Linked DNA regions of Sus scrofa: region 1 is linked to region 2. Evidence: chromatin contacts called from public Hi-C data. All regions are on one chromosome and are shown on one strand. The core of a region is the stretch at or near the end of the contact, and the rest is flanking DNA. Distances in the headings are between cores, read along the strand shown.

The links. Hi-C and Micro-C count contacts between places; a contact is called where the count stands out from the background.
Region 1: a contact with region 2 is called in a Hi-C map of liver, with 2.9 times the contacts expected there. The contact joins two enhancer-like sites. A contact is called at or near these places in 3 of 47 Hi-C or Micro-C datasets (embryonic fibroblasts, liver and skeletal muscle) and 2 of 2 datasets of contacts at active chromatin or transcription factors (alveolar macrophages and skeletal muscle).

The regions. Positions count from the first base shown.
Region 1 is chr14:120,506,271-120,513,024 of Sscrofa11.1, forward strand. The region is part of intron 1 of ADD3 (gamma-adducin); the gene reads left to right. Among named protein-coding and RNA genes, the nearest start is that of ADD3, 58 kb to the left of the region's middle. Within about 2 kb of position 4,776, at least 15 of the 83 cell types and tissues checked have an H3K27ac peak or open chromatin away from gene starts, as enhancers often do. A contact at or near this core is called in alveolar macrophages and liver, where this site is marked.
Region 2 is chr14:120,343,078-120,350,072 of Sscrofa11.1, forward strand. It overlaps XPNPEP1 (xaa-Pro aminopeptidase 1), which reads right to left. Exons shown (of 21, transcript XM_003133180.6): 4 at 424-487. Among named protein-coding and RNA genes, the nearest start is that of XPNPEP1, 21 kb to the right of the region's middle. Within about 2 kb of position 3,229, at least 40 of the 83 cell types and tissues checked have an H3K27ac peak or open chromatin away from gene starts, as enhancers often do. A contact at or near this core is called in alveolar macrophages and liver, where this site is marked.

The sequences.
Region 1 (6,754 bases), core at 3,526-6,025, 160 kb after region 2:
AAATTCTAAGGAAAGCCCTGCATAAAAAAACTGACAGGCTGATAGTTTAAGTTACTAAAGTATAAGAAGACTTGGATTCTAGTTGTAATTCTTCCATTTATTAACTCTGTGTGTTTGAGAGTTTTTCATCAGTGTGATGAACATTTAATTTTACAGAGTTCTTTTGAACATAAAATGAAAAAATAGATATGAAAATGTGTTATAAACTAGAAGGCACTATGTACATAGAAGGAACTACATAACCTTTTTGTAATCTAGACTTTCCTTGCACAGTATATTTTATTAAATGGCATAAAAGCCCATCATAGCAATTTTCTTAATGGAATTAGACAGTAATGGTAAAATGGAACACTTATTGTAAATCCAGGCTAACCACTATGAAATCTTTTGGCCTAGCTAAACATGCAGACTATTATAGTGCCTGTGGTAGCATATGAGTTTATGACCTGAAGGCCGTTGAATTGCAAACAGATTTCTATAAATCACCAGACATTAATCCAAAATCATATCACAATCCTAAGTATTCTTAATGAAATGACTAGCTGCCTAACTGTCACCCACCCTCAATTCCAAGGTTTTGGCTTTGAGGGAAAGCCTTAATCCTTGAGCTGACATAATTCAAAAAGGGTTCCAATGAGCCTCAAATATGTATAATAATTAGTTCCATGAATAAATTGCATACCAGAGTTACTTCTGTTTTGCATTTGCAAACTTCTTATTTGTGGATTGAATTATATGTTTTCTAATTAACTGGTTCCTTTAATGATCAATTTCAGGTCCCATCAGTAATATTTATAAAAGGAAGGAAAGTGTAAATGAGAACTAGCGAGAATTTAAAAAATTAGTCTTGATTTCCTTTTATATTGGGAATTAAAATTATTTTTGAAGGTTACATTGCAACTGAAGTTGAGGATTTTTGCCCCTTTCACAACAATAGTAGATATAAGTTTTAGAAGTAGAAGAATACCCTTCCTCATTCTTTGTGAAGACATGGAATTTTTTGCAAAATAATTCCAGGATTTGGGATAGGAAGTAAAAAATGATATTGTGGTTTAGGATGTTAATTTGTCTTACCAAGAATTAGCAGAGGCAGTGGGAAATGGACAAATCAGATTTTTCATCTAGTCAACACTGATTAGATTCACAAAAGCATTGAATTTGAAACCACTAACATCAATTTAAAATCCAAGATCCAGTACCTCCAACCTCTACCAAGTGAAACTTGAAGTCACTTTATAGCCCACCTTCCTCAGAGGTACCCTCACCATGTATCTAGAACAAATGGAGAACTCTTTCTTTTAATTGCTTTTCTTCTGCTTCCAAAGGGGACTATTTTGACGTGGCTATACTAGTGCGAAGATGGAATTATAATTAGATTACTTCTGTTTTTCCAGACCCTTGTCTTTATTAGAAAGTTGTTTGGATTCCTGTGGTCAGTGTTATAAGGAAACACTAGGTTATTAACAGTTTCCAATGATTTCCTCAAGAGTTCCTTTGGTTGCAAAAGCTTTTGATGCCTTTGTTGATAAGAGGTAGGGTGATGGTAGTGACTCAGTGAAACAGATTCTTAAGAAATCTCTGATACTTGCATATTCTTCCCTCATAACCCCAGTGCTCCCCTTCACCACCCCATCCCACCCAACACTTTTCTAACTGGTTATTATGTGATAACTAACTTTTCTCGAACGTGTTTTATTGTACTTCCATATCCAAAAATAATTGCCTGCAGTTTCCCTAATAGTTTGCTCTGAAAAATTCTCCTTCCTTTGAAAATATGCAGGAAAGCATTTTTACTTAACCAAGAGGTGGTTTTGTTCTTTGCCACTAAATCTTTTATCTCTCTACTCATAGATGAGAGAAAGATGTCTTAAACTTGTAATGTATTTTTTCTAACATGGGTTGAACTTTGTACATAAATACATCAAAAGATATTAAATGTATTGTTTGGTTAACAGGCAATATACTATAATGAATGTTTCTGCCATCTTAGAAATGGTAATTTTGTGGTTTCTGTTTATGTATGATGTTACTTTTCCAATATGTTATTTTAAAATCATGGACTATTACAAAGTATTTTCTTGGGACATACTATTGGTAATTTTGTGGTTTCTGTTTATGTGTGATGTTACTTTTCCAATATGTTATTTTAAAATCGTGGACTATTACAAAGTATCTTCTTGGGACATACTATTAAGCATTTAGAATATTCACTTTGAAAAAAAAATATGTATACTAAAAACTCAGTATGGTGGATATTACAACACATGGTATAAATATTGAGAAATGCTTGTGATTCACATGTAAGTTGAAAACAACCAGGAAGGGATCAATGACATGTCTGAAGGATTTGGCTACAATCTGATGAGCAGAAGGCTCTTGGATATAGTGAACTGGAAGAGCACAAGGGTTTATAAGTTCAGTAATGACAGGCTTTCTAGATACAACTTTTAAGATATTATCAAATACATACTCTAAAAGATTTTTTGCAGATCTAGAATGGGAGCAGGTCTAGAATGGGAACTCTAAAATTTATAATTCACCTTTTAATTTTAAATGCAGGGAATGCCCTTTCATGGGGAAAATTTATGTAGAAGTTCCCTTTGCCGCTCAGTGAGTTAGGAACCCAGTGTAGTCAACGTTAGTCTCCATAAGGATGCAGGTTCGATCCTTGACCTTGCTTGGTGGGTTAAGGATCCTGAGTTGCTGCAAACTATGGTGTAAGTTGCACATGTGGCTTGGATTTGATATGGCTGTGGCTGTGGCATAGGCCTCAGCTGCAGCTCCAATTTGACCTCTAGCCTGGGAACCTCCATATGCCTCAAGTATGAGCGTAAAAAGAAAAAAAAAAAGTATATAAAAATTAAAGGGGTTATATTTTGCTTTATAAAGGACTTTAATTTTGTTCTTTTGCCTTTTGTGTCCTTTAATTCCACAGTATTATTAATAATAGCTACCTTTGGATTTGGGCATTTCCTAATGATTTTGCCTCTGTTCTTCCCATTGAGAACCAAAATGTTTTGATTTTGGATTATTTTATTTTTCCCAAACATATACTTAAGTTAGTGGTGCCTAACCCCTTCTTGCTAGTTTGAACCCAAGTGTGACTTTTTGATAACTAAGATTAAAAAATAATAATAATAAGCAAAATTTTTAAACAATTAAATTCTTAATGCTATGATTAATTGTATTATAGAATCACTCTTACATGCTTAATGTGTGTCAGCATATCCAGGATGACTCTTCTGTCCCCACTTTGTTTCTCTCAGATGAACACAGATATCCTAGCAGGAGGCAAAAATGACAGGCTTGCTAGCCACCCTGCAGGGATTATATTTTGGCCTGGGTGAGGAGGAGTTGCTGATGTATATAGCAAGTAGATCTCACCTTCCCACTGAGAAAACTGCCCTGTACCCACAATGAATCTTCTTACTTTGGGTTGGTAGGATTGGGAGAAGAATATAGAGGAATTTTTTCCCAGAGATTGTTTATCTTCATTTCTTCAAAGACCCAAAGTTGAGAACCAATGCACTAATTCACTAGTACTCAAATATGACTATTCTCTGAAGTCATCTAGGAAGCTTAAAAAATTCTGATGTTTGGGTCTCACCTTCCAAGATTCTGGTGTAGATGGTATATACAGAATGCAGCCTGGGTATTGAGATCTTTTTAAAAACTCATGTGATTCTGTTTTGCAATAAAGTTTTAAAGTCACTGCTCTATTTAGTGCATCAAAACTAGGCAAAGAAATTTTTAAAACATATCTTTCACAATTGTGAATAATGTAAGTTTGAGGAGGGCACGTACCTTGTACTCTACTGTGTCTCAAACATTAAAATGGTATCTGATGCAGAAGTGGCACTCAGAATATTTTGTTGAGTAAAAGAATACGCTTATTAAGAATTAGTGTAATTTATTCAAAGAATAAACCATTCAAACATCAATTCTTTGAAATAATCTGAACCATAAGAACTAGTGATAAGCTAGTGATGAAACACGGATACATTTTGTATGTGTGTGTAGAAGAAAAACTGAAACTAGATATTTATTTTTAAAAATATAAATAAAGATCCCTGTGTGACTATAAAGTGCCAATATGTTCTTATTCCCCTTAAGTGTATTTGCACTTTAGATAACCCACTGGGACAAAAAGATTATCCCACTGAGGCTAACGCCTACCATGAAACATTTCCTTTATTTAGTTGTTTTCTTCTTTATCTCTTGAAAAAGATTTTTTCTGCTTGCTGTATTCATGTGTTTTGCTTTTCCTGTCTGTGTGAGTGTGTGTGTATATGAGTATGTGTGTGTGTGTTTAATAAAGGCAATGCTCTGTTTCCTTCCTTCAGGAAACACCTTTTTTTCTGCTTGATACAGTTTCTGTCATTTCTACCTTAATGTGATCTAAGAAGTCATCCTTTTCCTGTGAAAAGGAAATTTCCCAACTGTGTTCATAAGTTGCAGCGCCTGCTGTGGCAGAGAGCAAAATCTCAGGAAGAGCTCTTTCTCCCTATTCCACGTGTTCTTTTATTGCTTTTGCCATGTAGCTGATCTTTTTATTTCGAATGTGTACCATCTAATTGACAAGATAGTGGCTTTGTATTTGAGAGTGAGCTCTGTGTTTGTGGGTCAGACCCATGGTGTAACACTTTGTGCACTGGGGCAATACTAGTGCACTCTTCTCCTATTGATTCAAAAGGTAAGCTGGGGAAATGAAGCAGTTAAAAGAGGTGTTCTTTTGAAAGTAATTCTATAGTGTTTTCTTGGTTAAAATGCTTACCACTTCCTCCCTTCTCTAAACACACCCATCTGAGCACATCACTATTTCCTTTGTTTTGAGCCTCTCTTATTTATATATGCAGAACTACCATTTGGAATATGATCTCCTGTTGATTCACCTGAACACCTCTGATTAGCATCTAAGTACTCAGCTAACTGACTTTGCAGTATCACAAACCCCTTCTAAAGTGGGGCTATAGGAAGGATCTGCTATGGTACTGTTGCATTATCATTGGTTCCAGATAACACTGGTTTGCTTTTGCTCACATTGCTGCTGGTGCCTAGAAGATTCTCTCTCTGCTACTTTGTTTGGCTAATACATACTCTTTCGAATTATAATTTGTAAATCAAATACTTACAATTTATGTCTCATAAATTATTGTAATCGCATGTTATCTCTATTATAAAATGTTCCCTTTCTACCTCTTTTGCCCTGGCCTGGGTTAGGAGCCTTGTTTGTGAGCTCACATAGTATCCTGCAAAGGATATAAAAGGAAATTCTATTTTTTAGTTATATTTTGATACCATGGAAACAGCTTTCACAAATGGGAGACTAAAGATCATTCGTACAAGTATGAATTTCTTAAGACAAGGCTGGTTTTGTCATTTTTACTACAACCTCTTTCCTCAGAAGAGTATAACTAACATGGGTTTTTTTGGGGGGGACATTACGATTAAAGGTTATTTTTATGGACTCTCAAAATACTTGTCAGCCATAGACTTACTGACACTTCATCACGGCCATTTGAATGGGTGTGTTCAACATGGGCCTGGTTAAATCGTGTGTGTTGGATATGTGAAGTGAAGGGAACAGAATTGAAGCATGGGAACATTTATACTTTTTAGATTGCTACTTCCTGTTCAGCTAAGCAGTGTCCTTTAACTTTGCTGTTAGCTTAGGAGATAGTCCCGTAAGCTTGACAGATCACAGCTGTATCCTGTACTTCATGTGAAAATGTATTTGCTTTCCCTCCTATTCATTTTTCTTATTTCCTAATACACTAAAGTTTATTCTAATGTTTCATGGAGCAAGAGGCTGGATATATGCCCAAATTAGAATGTGAACAATGGTTAAATAATAGCTTAGAGGCAGAGAATTAATTAAAAATGAGATATGTGTGATACAAAAACTGAATGACGGGGGGAACCTCCTCTGAGTGAATGTTTTAAAGAAGGTCTCAAGAACATTTGGAAGTTTTAGTGCTGTAACAGAGGCAGTTCTATTTCTTGTATTAACCACACAATTCTTGTATAACGAATCAAATACTGATTCTGTTTTCTAACCATTCCATCATTTTATTCTCTCTCAGAGCTTTAGAACAACCTCAGGATATTATTCTTTGATCTTACCGTCTTAAAAATCTTTGATTGCCACTGGAACAATACTGATTATCCCAAGCTCCTTCCTTCTTTGGGATTTTATACTCTAATGTCTGTTTAATCCTAATACACTGGTAAGTTGCTCTCCTTAGTGCAAATTCATTTCTTGACATTGGACATATAGCTTGGAAATACTTTTTAGATCTCATCTTGGTTGAGGTGGAGTGTTTCATTGATGATTCAGCAGAATGACAGGCTACAAGTTCCATGGGAGAGAGGATTCCAATTTTGTAAAAGTGGAAAGAGTACTGGCCTGAAGTCAGGTAATAAGTATTCTGTGACCTTAGGTAGTGGTCTTATGGACCTAAATTCTCACCGGTGAAAAGGGAGAATAGGACTAGATGACCTTTAAGGTCCCTTCAGCCATAGTTGACATATATGGAGCAGGAATGCTCAGCTAGGACAAAATGCAGTTGCCTCTATCATTATATTAAAGGCTGTTACTTCCAGACACCCACCGTTGGTGAAAAGAAGGTAAGCCAACTTTTTTATTTAGAAGGATGAAGCCACAGTGTTCCAGATGGCTCCAGCAGAGCCACAGAATACAGCCAAATAGACAGGTAATGCCAGTGGCCTCCTGACAGTGTAGGTAGTGGACAGG
Region 2 (6,995 bases), core at 1,979-4,478:
AGATCCTTAGCCCACTGAGCAAGGCCAGGGATCAAACCTGTGTCCTCATGAATGCTAGTCAGATTCGTTAACTGCTGAGCCATGATGGGAACTCCAAGGTGTCCCATTTGTTATTTGGAGTGCTAGTTAAATGGGCTATTCAGGTTAATTGATAACATTTTTCTTTACACATGTTATATTTAATAAAAGTTCAAAAATATTTTTTAAATAAATTGTTTTAAGACTAGAAAAGCAAAGGCACAGAGAAAAGGGTCATGAAAACATAAGCTTAGGAGCTGGGGGTGCCAGGACCATGTTCCCTCTGCAGACGCTCTGGTTTGCATCTTCTTTGGGGTTTTATATCACAGGCTGAAACTAGGTCCAGTTATTTTGGGGGAGGTGAACAAAAGTACCAAAGAACAAAGAGGGAATTTAGCGACTCACCTGCAGAGCCATCGAATCCAGAGACGAAGGCCCGCCGACAATCACATGGAGCAATGTACTCACTCTGGAAGACAAAAAGGACAAAGAACTGGACCTTGATCAGTCTCAGGCCAACTCATGCTCAGCCCAGCAGAACTACAAAGGCTGGCAAAAGCCAGACACCTGCCTTCAAGAGACTGACAGTCTAGCTGAAAAGGCAAGCTCAGCATTAAAAAAAAAAAAAAAAAAAAAAATTAGAGCGCACTGCAGAAGACCCTAATTAATGAAGGGCTAAACGGGCTTTTCCCTTTAGCCTCAGTTTCTTCATCTGGAGAACAAAGCAAGTTAGAGAAACAGATCAAAACTGCTCTTTCCTCACTGAGATCTTACTCAAAAAAAACAAACCAATAGCCTTCTCCCTTCCTTGCCACTGACATTTAGGCATCTGCTATTTTTCTGAAAAGGCTGGATTTCTGTTTTATGTGCCAATAGTTCTCTAACTTGAGTCTCTCTAGGTATCAGCCTATTTCTGAATTTCCTGTTTGTGTCCCCCTCCAAGGCAGTGTCACCAATCTCTCCCACGCAGACCCTGTCCCTTCCTGTTAGGGAACGAAGGGAAACGCTTCCTCCAAGCCAGAAGGCTTTAGCAAAATAAAACATCATGTTCAAATCCAGGTCCTTCACAGCTGACAATCCCTTGCCTCTGTATGGAATGGGATTAGGGTAAAGAAAGTAAGAGGTTCCCAGTCCTAGAGAGGGTGTGGAGTCCTCATCTGTATGATAACCTCTGGAAATAGCCAGTGAGGCACAGAGAGTTAACTAACTTGTCCAAAGTCACACAGCTAATAAGTAGCAGAGGCAGGATTTGAAACTGGGCAGTCAGCTCCAGAGCCTCGACTCTGAAGTCTTTATACCACGCTGCCTCCATAAAACACACCATCTCTCATTCTCGTAGTGACTCTGCAGGATAAGACCAAGAGCAAATGAAAAAACTGAGGTTCAAAGACAGAATCTTTAAGTAACTAGCAGGTCAACAGCCGGGCCAGAATCTGGTCTGTCTGAGACCAGAGCCACTGCTCCTTTTACTGTTCATAGGTCTTCCCTGAGCCAAAGGACCTGGCAGGGTCAGGAATGCTTAGGATAGAGAATGGGGCCACTGGCTGACCCCAAGGCATTTTAATTTTAAGTGACATGATGTATGAGGAAAAAAGGCTCCCATATCCCACTCCTGCCCTGTGGGTAAGAACTGTTCCCTTCCCCGAGGCAGCCACAATCACAACCTCATACCAGTCACAAGACCACAATCCAGAGAGGTGCTGGAAGGGCCAGCAGAAAGAACCATGAAGACAGGAAGAAGGAGCTCTGGGAGCTGCAGGCCACACCCCCTCTGGCAGGCCAGCTATGTGGTCTGCAACAGGCCCCCTTGCCCCTATGTGGTCACTCCCAGCCTCAGCCCCTCACTCCTACAATGGGTCATTTCACACTGCTGAATGCAATAGCAGGCAAATGTTCTATCCCCAAAACACACAGGAACACTGACCAGACAGCACTAAGGACACAGAAAGAAATGGCCACCAGCATCATTTATTAACTGTATATTAACCCAGTAATTACTGAGTGCAAGACTGAAAAAAAAGAGAGAGAGAGAAAAACAAAAAATGCCAAAATGGGGGAATGGGTTCCCACCCTTATCCTAGGACTATTGTGAGAACAGTAAGTGAATGTTTAAAACAACTCACCACAACCTGAGAGTGCCTCGTACACGCAACAGAAAAGATAATATTAATCCCTTCTTCCTGGGTGGTGGAAAGTGTCTAAGAGGCTTGGAAAACTAAGTTAACAAAAACAATCCTTGTGCTAAAAATCAGAGTGCCCAACAGGGAAGACACAGAGGGGACACGCTTGACCGACCAGAAGGTTCCCCTGTCCTGGGGCTCACCCACCTGACAGACCACAGTGACGATGAGGCAAGGGGCTGGCAAAGAAGGAACTGCAGGCAAGGTGGGGAAGCCTACTGGGGAAGCCTACAGGGCCCCACAAAGGTCTACCTAGAGTTGCCCCTCAGCAAAGGCAGGAGAAGAGAAGTGGAATTAACAGCAGGTGGACGTGTTTGGTTTGGGAACAAGATGAGGGCTGGGGCAAGAATGTCTAGACATGACCTAAGTGGTCAACATGCCAGAAAGACATCGCTGACCAAAGCTGTCACCTCCACATAACAGGATAAAGCAGAGGCCAGACAAGCCTGGGCCTCCCACTCTTTCCCCCCGGCCATGAAGCTGGCAAAGCCCAGGACCATTGTCCCCAGAGAGCAGCAGAAGGTCTAAAGTAAGCCAAAGCTGGAGCATACTAGGAAAAGGCACAAAGAAACACAGCTGTTGGCTTCTCTAAAACTGTCCATTTCTCTCCATCTCTAACATGCCCCAGTCCAAGGCTTCCTCATCGCTACCTGGACCACTGCCCCTGCAATCCACTCTTCACACACAGTGAGCTTTTCAAAATGTGTGTACATTTATATCATGTTAGCATCCTGCTTAAAACCCTGCAATGACCTCCCATCATCTTAGGATAAAGTCCAAACCCCAGCCCAGTCCCCAAGGCACAAATGAACAATCCAGCAAGCAAAATAAGACAGATATCAGTAAAACATTAGCCCTAATAAAAAGCCACATAAATTATGCTACATATGCAGAATGGTATCTGCCAGTTTCAACCTCAGATCTGCCTGGAATCCATCAGGCCAAGCTCAGAGGTTTGACCTGGGCCAGCACAGACAGGGGAGGAGAAGCAGGAAGGCAATCCAGGGAGGAGGACAAGTTCAAGAAGGCCCAGAAGCAAGAGGTTTGTGGCAGGACAGCATGCAACTAGCCTGACTGCTGGGACAGGAAGTTGAAGGGAGTGGCAGCAAAGATCCTTGGGAAGGCAGGCTGAAGACAATGGTCAAGGACCTCAAACATCACACTAAGAGGCTTGAACTTTATCCTGCAAGTTCCAGAAGGAGAATAAAAGTTCAAGAAGGGGTGGTGACATGGGTTTTAAGAAGAATGAGCAACATGGCCACATGCAGATGGAACGGGGCAAGCCAGGCAGATGGCTGGGTGCCAAAATAAGCTGGCCCGAAGTTATATGGGCCCTGAGGTGAGATCTTTCCCCTCCCCGGCACAGTGCCTCAGACACACCAGGCACTCAACAAAAATGAAACCGAAAGAGTAAAAGGCTATGTGTTCACAGGAAGTCCCAGAAGTTAGACTGGGAATAGGAGACGAGAGCTACCGGACCCCAAATACTAAGGTTACTCCCCTTCTCTGGCATTTTCTTCTCTCTTAAATGAAACCAAACCAAGGTATGTGGGAAAACAGATAGCTGCCCAAAGATTCATGCCCTTTCCTCAGTGTACAGTCACTGAAAAGTGGTTGGTTGCCCCTCCAGAACTTCGTTTCTCAGCCCCCCCTTGCATCTAGGTGGGGTCACGTGACCAGCTCTCAGCCCTAAAATGTGGGTGGAAAGTGATGTCTGAGTCAGGGCGAAGACAGACGTGTCTCCTGCGTACGCCTTCCCTTCTGCCTGCTGGAGCAGTGGCATTGTAGGGTGGAAAGTGCCTGGATCCCTGAATCACCCATCTATCTAGTGGAAGAAAGTTACCCACCAACCAGGAACACTCACTGCTACGTGAACAAGAAATAAGGCTCCACGGCACCAAGTCACCAAAACTTTGAGATGGGTTACTGCAGCTAGCCTTACTCCAATTAATACAGTGGATAAAATCACCGTGGGATAAAAGTCACCACCTCCACCCCAGGAGAGAGCCCATTTAAGAACTACAAAACAGGAAGCCAACTCCTGGAGGAATGGGAGTAGGATCCAAAGAGTTTAGGAAAATCTGATTCATGTCTTCCAGAAGGAGGAACTATAAACACAGCCAAAAACTCAAGTTGGCAGAGTCACCCCAGCAAGAACGTGATCCTTTGACTAAGCAGAGCCCAAAAAGCAGAATAAGGGGCCTTACAGAAGGAGAGGATGAAGAGTTCAAATTTCTCAAAGGTAGTGCCAACGCAGTTCTGGCCCCAACGAATGGTTCCCCTGGTTTGGGGCCAGTGGTACCCACAAATCCCAACATTTGACTGAGATGGTTCATGAAAGCACCCAGATTACAAGAAAGAATGGACAATTCCTCACTGAAAAAGTCCCCCTGGGCCCAAACTCATTAACAGCACAACCCTTGTTCTGAGTTGAAGAGGAAAAACCCTTAGAGCTGCAGAGGACAGGAAGGGGCAGACCCCTGGAGTGCCAAGTCCTTGCACAATGATGCATTTGGGGTGCATATTCTCTCTAACACGCAACAGTGTGTGGGTGTGTGTATTTGTGTTTTGGAAAGTACAAAGGACCGAATTCAAGATTCCTCTTCATTTCTCCAACACCCTCCCTCCCCCACCCGTAGGAGAAATTCCATCAACCCAGCATCTAGCCTGAAATGAAACAATTAGGAACAAGAGCCTCAGAGAACAGCAGCCTCTCTATTACTGAGGAGGCTGTTGCGGCAGGTCACACACAAAGCCAAGCCTTCCTCCTCAACCTCACAGTCCTGGCAAGGACCCAGAGTCCCACTTAACAGCTGTCTCGCCTGTGCCCCACCCCCTCCACAGAACAGAACCAAGGAATGCGGAGCTTCTCATTCCTTTCTGTGGATGGCACCACAGACCCTCTCAGCTTCCAAATTTTTCAATCTCCTCGGCCATCCATGCTGGATCTATCCGCTGCTTCTCCTCCACGTCCTTCCCGCTTCTCTGCTCCCAGCACCCAGGCCCTCTGTACACCAACTGTGGGATCCTGCAACGGCCTCTGAACAGGTTTCAGTTCCCAGTGTCTCCCTTTTCCACCCCACCTGAACACTGCTCCCAGGAATGGATCGTGTCACTCCCTTGTTCAAAGACCTTCCGTGGGTCCCGAATGTCTAATAAAAACCTAAATTCTTGACTCTGGCGGCTCCTAAGTGGCCCTGACCAGATCCCTTATTATTCTTTCTTCTTTAAGGTTATCATATATATTCATGTTCTCCTACTTCCATGGATTTGCCCACAGTATTTCTTACACCTCTCTATCTCCAAGCACGCCAATCCTATCTGTTCACATTCCAACTTAAATGCACTTCCTGGGAGTTCCCTGGCTGTCTAGAGGTTAGGATTTGGCACTTGCATCACCACAGCCAGGGTTCAATTCCTGGTCTGGGAACTGAGACCCCACGTCAAGCCGCTGCATGCCATGGCCAAATAAGTAAATAAATAAAAATGCACTTCCATCATGAAGCCTTCTTGACTCTGCCAGCTCAAAATATTCCTTCTCACCTATGAGTTCAGTTCACACTTGATCTAAATCTGTGCTGGCCTTTAACAGTACACACTGAATGCATGTAGCTACTGAGCAATTAAAATATGGCTAATGTGACTGAGAAACTGAATGTTTATTTCATTTTAATTAATGTAAATGTAAATTTTAAAACTGATGCTTAAGACTCCATTATTACAAAACTTCACAGGTTTAGAACAACTTTGGTATGTAAGTCCATTTTTTTCAACTGTAAATTTTATGAAATCTAAATAAAGATGACATATTTCCAATGAACATTCCACATTCCAGTTGAGATGATTTGTAATGAAATACATACTGGAACTGAAGACTTAGTAGGAAAAAAGGAATGTAAACTATCTCATTAATAATTTTCAATACTGGTGATGTGTTGAAATGATCATATTTTGGACATACTGGGGTAAATAAAATGTATTACTAAAAATAATTCCACTGTTCCTTTCACTTTTTTTTTTTTACTATGGCTATTACAATATTTAAGACTACATACGTGTCTCATATTTTTCTACTACACAATGCTGAGTTCTTTCCTGTGACATTTACTGGTTGTACTTTGTGTGAGCATTTGCAGCTGGTACCATCTACTCTTTCATCTCTTTAAGGGGATAGTCCCCCTCATTCATTTCCATAACGGTAATAATAACAATAATAGCTAATATAATGAGACTTGTCAGGTGACAGACAAGCTTTATTAAGCATTTACATCTATTAACTCTAATCCTAACAACAGCCCTAAGAGGTAAATACGTCGCTGTCCTTTTCTAGCAGATGGGGAAACTGAGACCCAGAGGGCTTAACTGACACTTGGGAGTTTGAGGTAATTTACTTGAGGTCAAGCAGCTAGTTAAGTGGCAAATCTGGCACCTGAACCCAGTCTCTAAAGCCCATATGCTTACCTACATGCTAACTGCTTGCCCTCTACAACTGTCCCAGTACTTAGCTTTCAGATAACAGTCAGGAAATATGCACCAAATAAACAAAATACAGCTTCTCCCAACTCGCAAGGCAGATGGCTAAACTACAGCAACAGAAATGACTGTTAAAAATTATAAAAGAAAAATGGGTAGGAGGGCAGTGGTGAGGGGGTGAGGGAGAAAAGAACAGTAAGAGTATAAGAACATAAATTTGTGAAGCCTAAACAAATAGTGACTTCTGCAATAAAAGAGACAGCTAATATCAAGCAAGCTTAACTTTTCGTGTTTTCAGGATGTTTCTGGAAAACACATTTTTCC